Linked DNA regions of Oryzias latipes: region 2 is linked to region 1. The links are chromatin contacts, called in public Hi-C maps. All regions are on one chromosome and are shown on one strand. The core of a region is the stretch at or near the end of the contact, and the rest is flanking DNA. Distances in the headings are between cores, read along the strand shown. Region 1 overlaps LOC101168458 (protein-glutamine gamma-glutamyltransferase 2). Region 2 holds the start of kiaa0513.

Region 1 (7,380 bases), core at 242-2,741:
ATGTTGATTTTGACCTTTGAACTGTGATCAACGTTCTTATTAGGACTTGTAACTGTCATTTTTATTGGTTTAATTTAAGTATGACAACAAGCCATCCATCCATCCACATATTTTACAGTTACATTAGAGGGGTTATGAATCTTCAGACACATGAGGTGTATGTTTGAATAAACTCCTTTTGTTTTTGAGGCTAAATATTATTTGTATTGATTATGTTTGCATACATTTCTTGTTGGAGTGAATGGAAAAATAGAAGAAAGAAGAAGAGTTAGAGATTTTGAATAAGGGTACATAACAAAGGGGGAGAAAAAAAGGGGGGGTAAAGAAGTTGGAGTGGTAGAAAGCCAAAACAACAAGTTGCTGGAGATAAGGGTGGGACCTGTCTACGGACACTAAAATATTACTTCAAATACCCTCACCCCAAAACAAATTAACACTGACACAATAAAGCAAGGCAAGGCAAGTTCATTTGTTTAGCACAATTCGTACAGAAAGTACTTCAAAGTGCTTCACAACACAGGAAAAGTCACAATTAAAATTAAAATCACAATACATAACACTGCAAAGATTGAAAACATACATAATCATTATAAAATTTACTTTAAAAGAAAGGAAAGGGAAAAGAAAATGAAAAGAGGTGTGGATAAGGACCCTTCAGTCATATCCACGGCTAAACAGGAATGTTTTGAGTCAATATAACTACAGCTCAGGTGTTACCCAGCTGCTGTTGGGTGAAGAGAGGCAAGTTAGTGACACTAATTAACCTCTGAAGCATATTTTTGGACTGTGGGAGAAAGCCAGAGTGCCTGGAGAAAACCCATGCCATGTATGTACATGCAAACTCCTCACAGAAGGGTCCCAGCAGGGAATTGAACCAGGGCCTTCTCACTGTGTAGCAAGAGTGTTAACCACTGGACCACAATGCAGCCAAGTTTTTTTGCTTACCTGTAATTTTTTTCACAATAGGGTCCAAGGAAGAGCGCACCGTGTTTCAGAAAGCGGGGCGTCGAGTCACACAGCCGACTAATGAGAGCACAGAACCTCCACAACTGCAGCTGCTCATCAAACATGCAAGGCCGGTTTTTGGATCCGACTTCGATGTGATCGCAGAGGTTTGCAGCTCAGGGTGAGGACCGATCTGTTGTCTTTGGTGCTGTGAATATGACTGTGGGTTCACAGGTGAGAAACGACGGAGACGAAGATGCCCAAGTTCAGCTGACGGTGCTGGCCACAGGTGTGACGTACAACTCTGTCCACCAGGGGGAGTGCCAGAGGCAGATGATAAGGGTGACGGTGGCAGCTCATGAGGGTCAGCAGAGCTCTGATGCAGATGACGCTCCGATGTTTTTTCAAACCACACTGACGTCTTCAACCTTTTGTTTTTTAGGCCACAGAGAAGTGCTGCGTCTGCGCTACAAGGATTATGCCGAGTGCACCTCCGAGCATCACCTAATCAGGGTGAAAGCCTTCGCCGAGGCTCAGGGGCAGAACCAACCCCTCATGACTGTGGCCGACGTCCCACTGAGCGTCCCTGAGCTGCTCGTACAGGTGCGTGCTATGGATGTCCTACAACAGTCAGTATTTTCAAATGTGCCCTTTCTGTGACCATGTAACCATGACAACACTTGTTTTGTACAGATGATAGTTCACAGGTACAAACAGACTGCAGGCAGAGCTTCAAAGTAAAGTAGGAGGAGTTTATCCTGGTCACATGACTGTAAAGAAGCAGATACCAGGACTCAAAAACACACTATAGAATCTTTAAAACATGAACTAGTAAGTTTAAATTATTATGTAAACCGAAAATTGTGGGATGCTTTGACATGACTCTTCATTCAGTTCCACTTTAAATCCCTCAATCCTCATCCTCATCGGTCTGAAGGCTGACAGCAGGTTAGAAATTAATAACCAGAATATTAACTAACATAAATGAAATAAAATGATTTGTGTTTGAACATCTACAGTTCTTCATAAACAGAGATGTCGGCTGTTTTATATTTTTAGGAGTAAATATTGTTCCTCACTTATGCAAAAGTATTTACATTTTGGGCCAAACACCTAAAAAGGCGTTGGTGTTACCTTATTTAATGAGGCTGAAATTCTTTTTTGATTGACCTTCATTTACAAGATTTAATTTTTATCATCTAATTTATCATCTTTCTAGTTTTCTTGTTATTTTTAAGACAAAAATAGCTCTCTGGTAAGCTTGTTCTCATTTCTCTTTTTTATAAACATTATCCACAATGAAGACTGAATTATTTAGGTTTTTGATATTTTATTTCAGACTTGTCTTCAAAAAGGAAAAACCGGGCAAGATAGACCAAAAATACAAGAAAAATCTGGATCTTTTTTCTGTTTTTATACTTAAAAGGTATTTTTATGTCCATTCCTGGCTTTTATGTATTCTTTTAACCCTTGTGCTATCTTAGATGATCCCACCCTTACATTGACACGTTCTCCCTACCATGACAAAGGTGGATAAAGGTGGAAAGATTTCATGTAATCCATGGACACCAGTGAAGATCACAAATCATTGAAGAAAAAAAGGTTCAGAGCACTGTTTAGTGGGTCTAGATGACCCAACTCCCAATGGTAAAGTGCCTAGGATAGCACAAGGGTTAATAATAATAATAATAATAATAATAATACATTTTATTTATAAGGCGCCTTTCTGGGCACTCAAGGTCGCCGCACAGCATGTATACAGTTAAAAATACAATAAACACTTAAAACAACAACAACAATTTAAATAAATACAAAATTAAATAAAAAATATATAAAAACGTGAAAAGGTTAATGTTAAAGTGAATAGGCCATTTGGAAAAGATGAGTTTTTAGCTTTGATTTGAAATGTGGGAGTGTGTCAGTGTTGCGGAGGTCAGGGGGGAGTGAGTTCCAAAGCTGGGGAGCAGAGCAACTGAATGCCCGGCTCCCCATGGTGACAAGACGGGCAGAAGGGACAGAAAACTGGGTAAAAGAAGAGGAGCGGAGGGAGCGAGCAGGTATGGAGACATGAAGGAGGTCAGAGAGATATGGAGGTGCAAGGTTGTGAAAGGCTTTGAATGTGTAGAGCAAGATTTTGTATTGAATGCGGAATGGGATGGGTAGCCAGTGAAGCTGTTGAAGAATAGGTGTGATATGGTTGATGGAGGGAGTGCGTGTGATGATACGAGCAGCTGAATTCTGAACCATTTGAAGTTTATGGAGGGTTTTTTGTGGGAGACCAAATAGAAGAGAGTTACAATAGTCCAGGCGGGAAGTAACAAGACTATGTACCAGTACAGCAGTGGACTGAGTAGTGAGGGAGGGACGTAGACGTTGGATGTTGCGTAGATGGAAGTAAGCTGATCTGGTGACGCTGTTTATGTGAGAAGTGAAAGAGAGACTACTGTCGAGGATGACACCCAAACTCTTTACCTGAGGGGAGGGAGAGATGGTGGAGCCGTCAATGGAAAGAGAGAAATGGTTGGTCTTGCTCAGGGTGGATTTGGTGTCTATCAGAAGAAGTTCAGTTTTATTGCTATTGAGTTTTAAAAAGTTTGAGGTGAACCAGGATTTGACTTCATTGATGCAGTCAACCAGTGCTTATGGAGGCAGTGTGGAGTTGGGTTGGCTGGAAAGGTAGAGCTGGGTGTCATCCGCATAGCAATGAAAATGGATGTGGTGTTTTTGGAAAATATGACCAAGCGGGAGAAGGTAGATAATAAAGAGGAGTGGACCGAGCACAGAACCCTGAGGGACACCAGTTGTGATGGGGACAGAATGAGAAGTGAAAGATTTCAGTTGGATAAACTGAGTACGGTCAGACAGGTAGGAATGAAACCAGGAGAGGACGGTGCCAGAGATGCCAATGGAAGAGAGTCTGTTCAAGAGGATAGAATGAAAAATGGTGTCAAAAGCTGAACTGAGATCAAGTAAAAGAAGGATGGATAATAAACCACAGTCAGCAGAGAGGAGAAGGTCATTAGTAATTTTTAGAAGAGCAGTTTCAGTACTATGAAGGGGACGGAAGGTGGATTGGAAAAGTTCATACAGATTATTGGAGGACAGATGAGCATGAAGCTGAGCAGATACTGCTTTCTCAAGAATTTTTGAAATGAATGGAAGGTTGGAAATGGGACGGTAATTATTGAGGTCTGTGGGATCTGCACCCAGTTTTTTAAGTATGGGAGTGACAGCAGCAGTTTTCAGTGCAGGAGGAACGATTCCAGAGGTGAGGGAAGCATGGATTATGATGTTGATGAGAGGACAAAGAGAGGGAGCTGTAGCTTTAACAAGGATGGTGGGCAGTGGGTCAAGCTGGCATGTGGAAGGTTTGGATTTTTTAATTAATGTAGTTATTTGACTAACTGTGGGTAGGGTAAATGAAGAAAACGAATCATCAGACGTAAAAGATGGAATGGAAGATAGAAATGGAGCAGAGTAGGGGGTAAGCTGTTGATGAATAAGGTGGATTTTTGTGGTGAAAAATGAAGCCAAGGTGTTGCAGAAATCAGTTGAATAGAGATGTGATGGAAGGGAGTCAGGAGGTTTGATGATGTTAGAGATGAGGGAGAAAAGAATCTTTGAATTTTCTTTATTTGAATTGATGAGATTGGAGTAGTAAGCAGATCTGGTTTTAGAGATGCACTCTTTATAGTGGAGAATGTGCTGTGTGTACATGTCTTTATGGATACTTAGTCCGGTTTTGGTGTAGAGTCTTTCAAGTTGGCGGACTTTTGCTTTTAACTGTCTTAGAGAGGGGGTGTACCAGGGTGCAGTGTAGGTGAATGAGACAGATCTGGATTTGAGTGGAGCAAGTGTGTTGAGGATGTGGTGCAGGTGTGTGTTGTAGTGTGAAACAAGTTGATCTGGAGCTGTAAAACTGTCTGTATTTGGAAGTTCACTGATCAGGGCAGATAAATTCTCCAGGTTGATACCCTTAGCATTACGGAAGGTAATATTGCGTGAAGGCTTGTGTTTGGAAAGAAACAAATTGACATTAAATGTCACAAGCATATGGTCGGAAAACGGGATGAAGTTTGATTTACAGTCCATGGGTATGATACCTGAGCAGCAGATTAAGTCCAGAATGTGTCCTTTTGAGTGAGTGGGAAAATCAACAAATTGTTGAAAACCAAAACTCTCCAAACAGGATAGGAAATCATTAGTAAGTGAATTGTTAACATTATCCAGGTGAATATTTAGGTCTCCTAGTAATAAAACATTTGGTGAAAGAGCAGAGATATATGTTAGAAAAGTTGAAAAGTCTGACATGAAATCCTTGTTTGGTTTTGGTGGTCTGTAAATAGTGGCAATGATGGTCGGGGTGGATCCAGAAAGCTGACATACAGTGGCCTCAAATGACTGGATGGTAGGAACTGTCATAGGAGCTGCTCTCAAACACTCACGGAAAATTAATGCAAGACCACCTCCACGACCAGTGACACGTGGTTGGGAGAAATAAACAAACCCTGTTGGAGTGGCGTCGTTCAGATCCATTAAGACATTCTTCTGCTGCCACGTTTCAGTCAGGCATAAAAAGTCTAATTTACCGTCCACCACCAAATCCTGGATGAGATGGCCTTTTTTGGTGAGAGAGCGGGTGTTCAGTAGACCAAAGTTTACTTTTGAGCTGCTGCCGGTGGTTGTGTTCGACGTTCTTGGGACTCGCACCAGGACACGTTCAGCCCGGCGACCCGTGTTTCTCTTTAAGGTGCGAGTAGTGGACCAAAAAGAAGGGATGGAGCTGGAGTTGTCATATTGAAAGTTCCGATGACTGCCCCGATGAATAGTTCTGCGGCGGAAAATGTAGGGAAGATCCAGTCGCTGGAGGAAAGCAGGTGCATTATGTAGGGGTATGTGGAGCTTAGCCTCGGAGGCAGGGTGCTGGAACAGGGCTTTCACTGGGTGGCGAGCAACCCACAGGATGAACCAAAGGAGTACCAGCCACACACAGTTAATCCACATCGCTATTTAAACTGGTTGCCACTCAAAAGTAAGCAGTGCAGGCCGGCCTGGTGCTAGAGGTTAGCAGTGCTGGGCACAATCTTGTCGACAGCTCTATGCTGATAGGCAGGAGATGCCTCCTGAAAAGTGAAGTGGACTGAAGCAGCAGCAGGTTAGCAGAGTAGCAGGCCTCACACGAGGAGTGGAACCAGGAGTGGACTGTAGCAGCAGCAGGTTAGCAGAGTAGCAGGCCTCACACGAGGAGTGGAACCAGGAGTGGACTGAAGCAGCAGCAGGTTAGCAGAGCAGCAGGCCTCACACGAGGAGTGGGTTACACACCTTGGGAGCATCTTAATTTCATTGTGCATATTAAGATAACAAAGGAATTTCTGAGTTTTATGACAAACTCCTAAACTTTATTTTTTTATTTCAAACCAATAATCATGTGTAAACTCTTTGAGTAAAACAAAATGAATTTTGAGAACAAATTTGTCACTGACTTGACTCATAAAATTGTAAACCAAATCAGTTAGTAAACTTCTGAATCTTTTGATTCAGTCTAGAAATTTAGCCCTAAACCCATCAACCCTTGAGTTGTGTCAAAATAAGAAACAGGAAAACTGTAAACGATCCTTAACACCATCCGGAACCAATGGAATGACTGAATGTGAATGAACAATAAGCCTGAATCAAAGCTTTATTTTATGTGCAAACACTTTAGCCCCCTATTTTCTTTCTTTTTCAGATTCAGGGGAAGGCTGCGGTCAAGCAACAAGTGACTGCTAAGATCTCCTTCACCAACCCTCTGCCAGTTCCACTGAAGGGTGGTGTTTTCACGGTGGAGGGGGCAGGCTTGCTATCAGCGACTCAGATCCATGTGAAGTAAGTAGAGCTGAGGGACTTTTAAAGAAGGAATACAATTATTTTCACAATTTTTACTTCAAACTCCAAATGTTTGCCTCTAGAATTCAATACATCACACTCAACATTTACTGTATAAAGTGAAATGCTAGTAGTTTAGTGCAATGTATTTCTTTGACCACAAGGTGGCAGCACATGTTAACCATAAGCACACCCTCTGCAGTTGCAAAACTGGTTTTAGCCATGTGACTTTTACATTTATATTATATATTATAATATTAATATTTATAATATAAATAATTAATATTTAATCATTATCAGTAATTAACAGTAAATAGCACTGCATCATATTAGTATTAAATATCAATATCAAAATATTGATATTAAATGTTAATATTTGAATAATATTACAATATTAATGTAATCATATTTAAATTACCTATTTATTGTATTACTATATCACAATTTCCCTTCAGTCACTAACAATATTTCCACTTTTCTTCTCAGAGGGGAAATCTTACCGGGGCAGAGAGTGGAGGTAAGCTTCCCCTTCTCCCCCATCAGGACGGGTGTGAGGAAGCTCCTGGTGGA
Region 2 (7,421 bases), core at 3,924-6,423, 130 kb after region 1:
GAAATGCAAATTACCCAATAATAAGACATAAACATAGTATAATTTTCAGCAAATTGTTTAAAAAAATGCCTATTCTATACTATCATACACTATTTCCAAAATGGTAAGCTAAAACTAAAGCTTCTTCAGATGAGTAAGTAAAGCAGCTTAAACACAGCAGAACTTTCCAGAATCTTTGTCCCTGAATGTCATAAAGGTTGCAAAGTATGTATGAAATTTTTGACATGTTGAAAAAGTAAAATAAAAAAACTACTTCATGGTGCAAAAAAGGCTTATTTATCTGCTATTTTTCATAGATGTTAAAAAATTCCACAAACACACAGGAGAAATTTGGTTTCATTCAAACGCATTTAAACACAAAAAAAGGCAAAAAATGAAGCACAGGCAAACCTGAATTAAAGAAAAAATGCAAACACAGTGTTCCCTTTTCAATGCAATAATGCATGCTTGTCCTGATTGGCTGCAGACTGTTTTCCATCAATCTCCGCCGTGCCGTGCCTCCTACACAGAATTTGTTCAGTTTGCCCACATAAATCTTTTATCGCAATCAGATCTTTGTTTTTTATTCTTTAAAAGACCCACTCTTGTGTCAGCTTCAGCTTAGTTCCTTATTTAAAAAATGTTCCCAGTGGTCTTTTAAATATGGTGAGACAAGAAAAACAGATGAGAAAAACAAAGATGCACATGGGTTCAGTCATTTGTATGGATGCATCGGATTGGAGCAGAGCAGAGCTTGTGGCCCGTCCAGCGTATTTTCTATGTCACTAATATGATCTTTTTCCAACTGCTTTTTCCCGTCTGCTCCTGATTCACAACAATTTGCGTAAAGAAATACTCAGAAATGCAATTTTTTACTTAGTTTTTGTATTATATGTTCTCCCTCATCAGAATAAGAATGTATTAAAAACACCATTTTTATCTAAGTGGGTTTTTAAACATCGACCTATTTTTCTATAAAGGTTTGAACTTAAACAAGATAGAAAAGTATTAAAATGTTCCTGTCTGTCTGAGAAATGTGTATAAAGTGTGGAGCTAGGGGTTTTACAGCCTTAAAAACATCTGTAATCATACTTTTGCGGGTTGAATTATCTCAGGTTATTTCTGGAACAACCTCCGCGAAGGGAGGACTAAAACAAAGGATCAACCTTTTGAAAAATCCATGAAATAATTAGAAAATGACAAAAGCTGATAGTTTTTTCAGAGATGTAAATATGGTTTTATGTAGAATTCTTTTCAACGGTTTGTCTTTTTTCTGCGGCACTTCTGGTATTCCATACAATCATCCCACAGATTATGCAGAAGTTGTGACACCCCCCCACACACACCTTTATCAGACAATCATGCATGACGGGAGCAGCCCCCCCAGTCAGCAGTGCTCCCTCGCTGATGATGAATGGCGGCAATAAGAACCCCTATTGGTCAAAGACGCCATTAGGATTGACAAGCGCCATCGGCCACTCCTCCTCCTCCACCTCCACCCCCCCAGGTCCTGCACACATCTTTGCCCGCAAAAGCCTGCACTGTTTTTGCTTACGTGGGCTTCCTCCTCTCTATCAACCCACACCCTTTACAAGCCCCCCCCCCCCCCCCCCCCCCCCAATAGCGAGGGTGAAGGATTCAAACACCATGTGCGATTTGAGGAGGAGGCTCTGCACCTCTGGCTGCACCTCCTGCATATTTCCCACTCCTCGTTCGTGTAAAACTGAACAGCACACAAATGAGAGCCGTTATGCAAAATTACCCCAGAGTAGCCCCCACCCACCAAAAATATAACTAAACACACTCAAAAGTACAGCAGAAGAGGCGGGTCTGATGGTGCTCCGCTCACAGCTAATCAGTCTCTGTCACTTCAGAGCCACACTGCAGAAAATTCAAAGCCACAAATCAGCTTTTCCCCGCATGTCTTTGCTGCATTATGGAACCCCAGCTCAGTACATGAGCCCCCCCTCCCCTTCCCGGTCCACTGGTCCACATCCAGGCAGTTTAGCCGCAGGTCGAAATGGGAATCTAAATCGACCTTGGGGCTTCCCTGACCCAGAATCCTTCAGTGAAATTTGAGAGAGAAGGTTTTCGGGCCTCCCAGCAGCATTGAGAGTGGTCTTCAAATGACCTCAGTTATGCATGTTTTATGTTAATACATGGTTATATTGTTTAAGCATATTAAAAGCTGCTGTCAAAAAGCTCAGTCCTTCACAACTGTGCTTTATAGTGAGGAAGAGTATTTTTCTAAGTGACGGATTTCTTTATGACTCTCTTAAGGTAGCCAAATGCCTCGTCATCTAATTAGTGACGCGCATGAATGGATGAACGAGATTCCCACTGTCCCTACCTCCTATCTAGCAAAACCACAGCCAAGGGAAGGGGCTTGGCAGAATCAGCGGGGAAAGAAGACCCTGTTGAGCTTGAAAGTGGGCGGGATCTAAACGCACATTGGCTGATCCCTGGAAATCGACTCGTATTCCTAGATACCCGCTCTGGGGTGTGCCAATCAGAGAGATTACATATTTCTGAGAAATCTGCACGGCTTTGCTGACATTAGAGATCAAATAGAGACAAACAATCTGTATGCTGCAGAAGACTGCTGCAACTTCAATGGATGTAGTTCGGGTGCTGCTGCTTATGTCTGAGTAAAGGAGTAGCCAATCACAAAAGTGTCTCCGCCTTGTCTGGTTTGATTGAAAGACAGACTCATTCTGCTGGAAAAGCTCAACATGAAATAAATTATTCATTCTGAAAAACAGCAATGTGAAATAAAAACAAAGATACTTTGTAAAATGTTGATTTTGAAATCCGAGTTTTCTTAAAAAAAAGCCATAGAATTATAATAATAATCAATGTGATTAAAAGTGAATATTTTAAAATGCTGTTTTAAAATAATGAACGGGGTTTTAAAGCAAAATGAAATATATCGAATAATATAATGGCTAATTTAAAATCTATTTTCAGGTTTTTCACTATTCCATGATCTTTTTATATGTTCATGAGAGATTTATTGTTCGATTTTGTGATTGCACAATGTCATATTTATTTATTTATTTAATTATTTATTTATTTATTTAATTATGAACAGTTTGGGACTCCATAGAAATTGAGCAGTTTTTTTTTTTTTTTTTTAAAGAGTCACACCTGTTAGAAAAAAAACAGTCTGGTGGGTCAAAGCAGGAGTTAACTAAAGACAGAAACGTTTGGTCAGAGAGTGATGCCGACGACTGAAACAGTGTGATAAGCAGAAGTGGGTCCTGGTTCACAATCTCAGCTGAAGTCTGTACAATCTCATTTCATCTGCACACAACAGGCAGCCACAGCTATGAGGAGACTGGGGTCAAAAATGTATTTACGTTTATATTAGTGTTTTTATGATTTTTACTATACTGTCCCAGATTTCCCATCATAACCCTTCATTCAAAAATTGCAGAGCACAAGAGTGGACAAAATGTCGACCCCGCACGGCTAAAAGAATCGTTCCAGCCCGTCAATCTTCGTCCTTTCACAGCCGATAAAGCCAAAAATACAGCAGATACAAGGAGAGCCGGGTGATATGGACAGTGGATGCTGGAAAAGGACGGAGGAAGTTATGCTCCATGTGCAAATTCAAGATAAGCAGTCTGTCAGACAGATGAAGTGCAGGCCCATTAGAGGTCTCTGGACTCATGCAGAATAACACTGATGTATGTGCAGGTTTGGATAAAAAAATGGCCTCAAATGGTGCCCTGTGACAGACTGGCGACGTGTCCAGGGTGTACCCCGCCTTTGCCCAATAGTAGCTGGGCAACTCGACCCCAAAAGCGACTAAGAAAATGGATGGATGACCTCAAATTTGTTTACAGTGTTTATTAGCTTTATTTAAACCAATGTTTGCAAAACCTAAATAAGTTTAATGTGATATGTTGGATAAAAGCAGCTTTACTGTTTGTTACAGGAATTTAGTGGCAAAACAGACTAAACTGGTACCAAAACAGAGCTTTGAGGTACTCCACAGGACAGTGACACACAATGCAAGCAATGATAACCAAAAGTAACTTCACATCCGGCATTTTTCATTTTACAAAAATCTGTGCTTTTCATGTGAGAATTATCATGTGTGCTGCAAGCACTGCAAACGAAAGGACAAAAGCAAAAGGATAACTTAGACTACAATTAAAAAGGTGCCGAATTACACAGGTTTTCCTAATATTTAGGGAAAAGTGTGGCCTTCCCTTTTTCTGCTTTTTATATTTGCCAGAATGGTAAAATACGTTAAACCTCAGAGTTTGTAATGGGAGTTCGGTTGACGGCATCAGCGCGCCTCCTCCGCGCACTTGACAGCTGCTGGAGGAAGCTGCTCTGAGCAAACACGGACGGGGCTGACGCTTCCTGTAAGCCGAGCTTGATGATCGAAGGCCCGCGGGGATGCCCCCACACCAGCTCGGGGGAGGGGGACACCTCCCCGCAGAGGAAAACACCAAACAGACGAAAGGCAACGGCAACGGGGTTCCGAAAAACCAAAACAGATCCGAGTCTGATCCTTCGCTTTGCCCTCATGATCAGCCATTCAAACCGACACAAACGAGAGGAAACGTCGTGAGTTCGGGAAACCTAACGTTCTGGGTTCAAACTGAATCTTAAATGAATCCGTAACATGAAACCCGAGATTTTACGTACGTGAAACGTGAGAGCTGGAAGGAGAAAGGTGCTGCTACCCGCCGAGCCTCGACAGACGTGACTGAGGTCCTGCTTCAAGTGCGCCTGCGCGAAACACTGCAAACACGACTGCGGGGGGAACCCAATGACGTCAGGAACAAGCTAAGCCAATCAGCGACAAAGCCTCCGAGCTGGGATTTAATCGCACATTTCCTTCATAATAAAGAAAAAAATAATGTTCTATCATTTCAATCCACAGAAAAGAAAGTTATTTTTTATTATTATTACCAGTTACTTTAACACAATTTCGGATATAATGTAGTCTATTCAAACAATATTTACATTTTTCTTTTGTAATGATATTTTGATTACATTCCCCTTTAACATAAATTCCTATAAAACCTTTTATTATTATTTTTTTACATAATAAGATTTGTATTTCAAATTAAACTTGTTAACCACATCAGGTGTGGCAAACAATTGACATAAAATATTATTTCAGAGAAGCTCCAACTCCATAACCCCCCCCCCCCCAGCCTTTTTTATGATGTCCATGCCTAATATCTGCTAGTCTCTAATCTAAACCTTTACCAACATTTAATCTTTAAATAATTTATTTACTTATAACATCTTTTTGTTCTTCACATCCACAGAACATTAGCACTGAAGTAAATTCCATCAGAGTTTATTTGCAAATCAACTTGGACCCATATTTGTCATCTGAGCAGCATGTATTCATAGCATATATTCATATACGAATATAATCAGCACAAAGAGATTTCTGTCTGTTCTAATGAAATTCAGGATTTTATAAGTTTAGCAAAGCTGAAATCTCAATCTCAATCTCAAAAAATGAAGCAGAAGAAATAAATTGTGCTGCTATCCAAACCTTACAGAGTGAGTGCATCCACCAGTGCTGTTCTTGAGCCATGCTTTTAATTGTCATCCGGTTAATCATGTTATTTCACCCACATTTGTGTGTTTTTTAATTTTTATTTATTTAATTACTGTTGTCAATGACAAAATTATTTTAATTACAGACAATTAAAAGCAGTATGAAACAAAGAATTGTTTAGGAAGTTTTCTAAACTTAAAACTTGCTGTGTAGAACAGACAATTCTTAAACAGAAGTAAATGGACTAAGTTCTGGAGACTGCTCGCAGAGGTCACGGCTCATCTTTGGCAGCTGCTGCTAATTGTTGGAGCTTCTGTGGGAGGGTAAAGACCACAAAATTAACTCTGTTTTCTTTCAGCTTCTGTTTCACAGCCTGGACCAGACCCAGCTCCATGTACTCCTGCTTCTTCCAGTCGTACTGAGGCCAGCTGACTAGACCTGGACCATTGGGTGACCTGCAGAGAAACTCAATCATGTCAGGGAACAGAGCAGGAAGTAATCCTTGCTATTAAAGATAAGCAAAAGCTATAGACCAAAACTACATCAACAATTTTTGAAGATCTCAAGACGGTTTCTATTTTGTAGTTCCTCTTAATCTCCATTTAGACAAAGTCTACGATTGTTTTACTGATTTTTATTCACCAAAAATGACTGAAAGCCACGTTAATACGGAAGGTGAAGAACTGAGCCCACAAAACCACTATTAGGCAACCATATCGTGATCCAACTCTCAAGTGCGAAAATAGATTCCTGCATCATTTTTCTGCAAACCCTCTAAAAAATTTCCTGTAACTCTTTAAAGATTGCGCAAACATCCGACCTGGTAAAACTGGCTCTTACAAATCAAAATTTGACAGTGTTGCCACAGTAACTAAACAACAATGGTTGAGTCAAAAAATTGAAACATGCATAGAGCAAAATGACTCAACTTTAGCTCTTTATTGTAATTGACAGAAGACTTTTCGCTACCAGCAAAGTAGCCCAAAGGGGCCCAAACTGCTGTCTCTACCTCATCACTGAGCCCCCAACAGCTCATTGTATATTGCTTAAAGTTTGAAGAAAAGACAGCGCTCCAAATAAAAGAAAAAAAAGCAGCAACATCTCTCAGTAGTAATACTTTGTACAGTCTACAATCAATCTTCAACTTCTGCATGGAGTCTTTATCACCATCATGTCAATAATGTGGGTGGGGAGAGCATGCGTTCTGGTTATTAAATCAGCAATGAAGCATCATTTTTTGTCCATTTCAAATGTTATGACCTTACCCTGTTCGAACAAAATTGGCCCAATATGACATCATGGTTCGACAAACTCGTTCATCCTCTTCAGTGACGTTTCCTTAAAGCAAACAGTTTACAAGTCATCATGAGCTCATTCTGATGAATCAATCCAGCGGTACCTGGCATTTCAAAAAATGCTCTACAGAAAAAAATGACCTCCATAACAAACACTCACAGAAGGAACTTGCATCAATTAATGAACCAATTGTTTGCCTGAAGAACTCACACTTTCCATCACAAAAAGAAGATGAATTCAGCCAGTTGGATTTTATGTGGCTCAGATTTATCTTTGTGTTTACTGTTTGCCAAATAAAAGGTATTCTCAAAGTTCTTCCACTCAAGGACAGTCCAAATTTTCCATGGCGATGTGAAAAGAATTACCATAGAAATCAACTGGAATTGTGTTTCGCAGGGTACCACTGTATGTTGGCATATACCTGTGATTTTTATATTTCCATCCCAGAAACATCCACCAAACACGAAGCCGACGTCGTCTGCATGATCCGCCCTCACAAAGCTGGGCCTTTTGTCTTTGTGCACGTCTGCGCTGTACGCAAACTCGTACAGGTAAACCGGAACGCCTGCGTCTGAAATCAAAGAGATAAGCACAAAGTACAGTGTTCACT

The links. Hi-C and Micro-C count contacts between places; a contact is called where the count stands out from the background.
Region 2: a contact with region 1 is called in a Hi-C map of gastrula embryo, with 1.6 times the contacts expected there. The contact joins the promoter of kiaa0513 here to the enhancer-like site in region 1. A contact is called at or near these places in 4 of 5 Hi-C or Micro-C datasets (embryo, fibroblasts and gastrula embryo).

Annotation. Positions count from the first base shown.
Region 1 is chr6:26,215,515-26,222,894 of ASM223467v1, forward strand. LOC101168458 (protein-glutamine gamma-glutamyltransferase 2) reads left to right here. Exons shown (of 15, transcript XM_023955994.1): 11 at 967-1,112; 12 at 1,180-1,309; 13 at 1,388-1,548; 14 at 6,674-6,810; 15 at 7,297-7,380. Among protein-coding and RNA genes, the nearest start is that of LOC101168458, 12 kb to the left of the region's middle. Within about 2 kb of position 1,492, at least 1 of the 8 cell types and tissues checked has an H3K27ac peak or open chromatin away from gene starts, as enhancers often do. A contact at or near this core is called in gastrula embryo, where this site is marked.
Region 2 is chr6:26,339,077-26,346,497 of ASM223467v1, forward strand. kiaa0513 reads right to left here and starts at 5,174. Exons shown (of 13, transcript XM_020704187.2): 1 at 4,642-5,174. LOC101159009 (carboxylesterase 5A-like) reads right to left here. Exons shown (of 13, transcript XM_023956000.1): 11 at 7,233-7,382; 12 at 6,781-6,853; 13 at 5,290-5,970. The coding sequence ends at 5,787.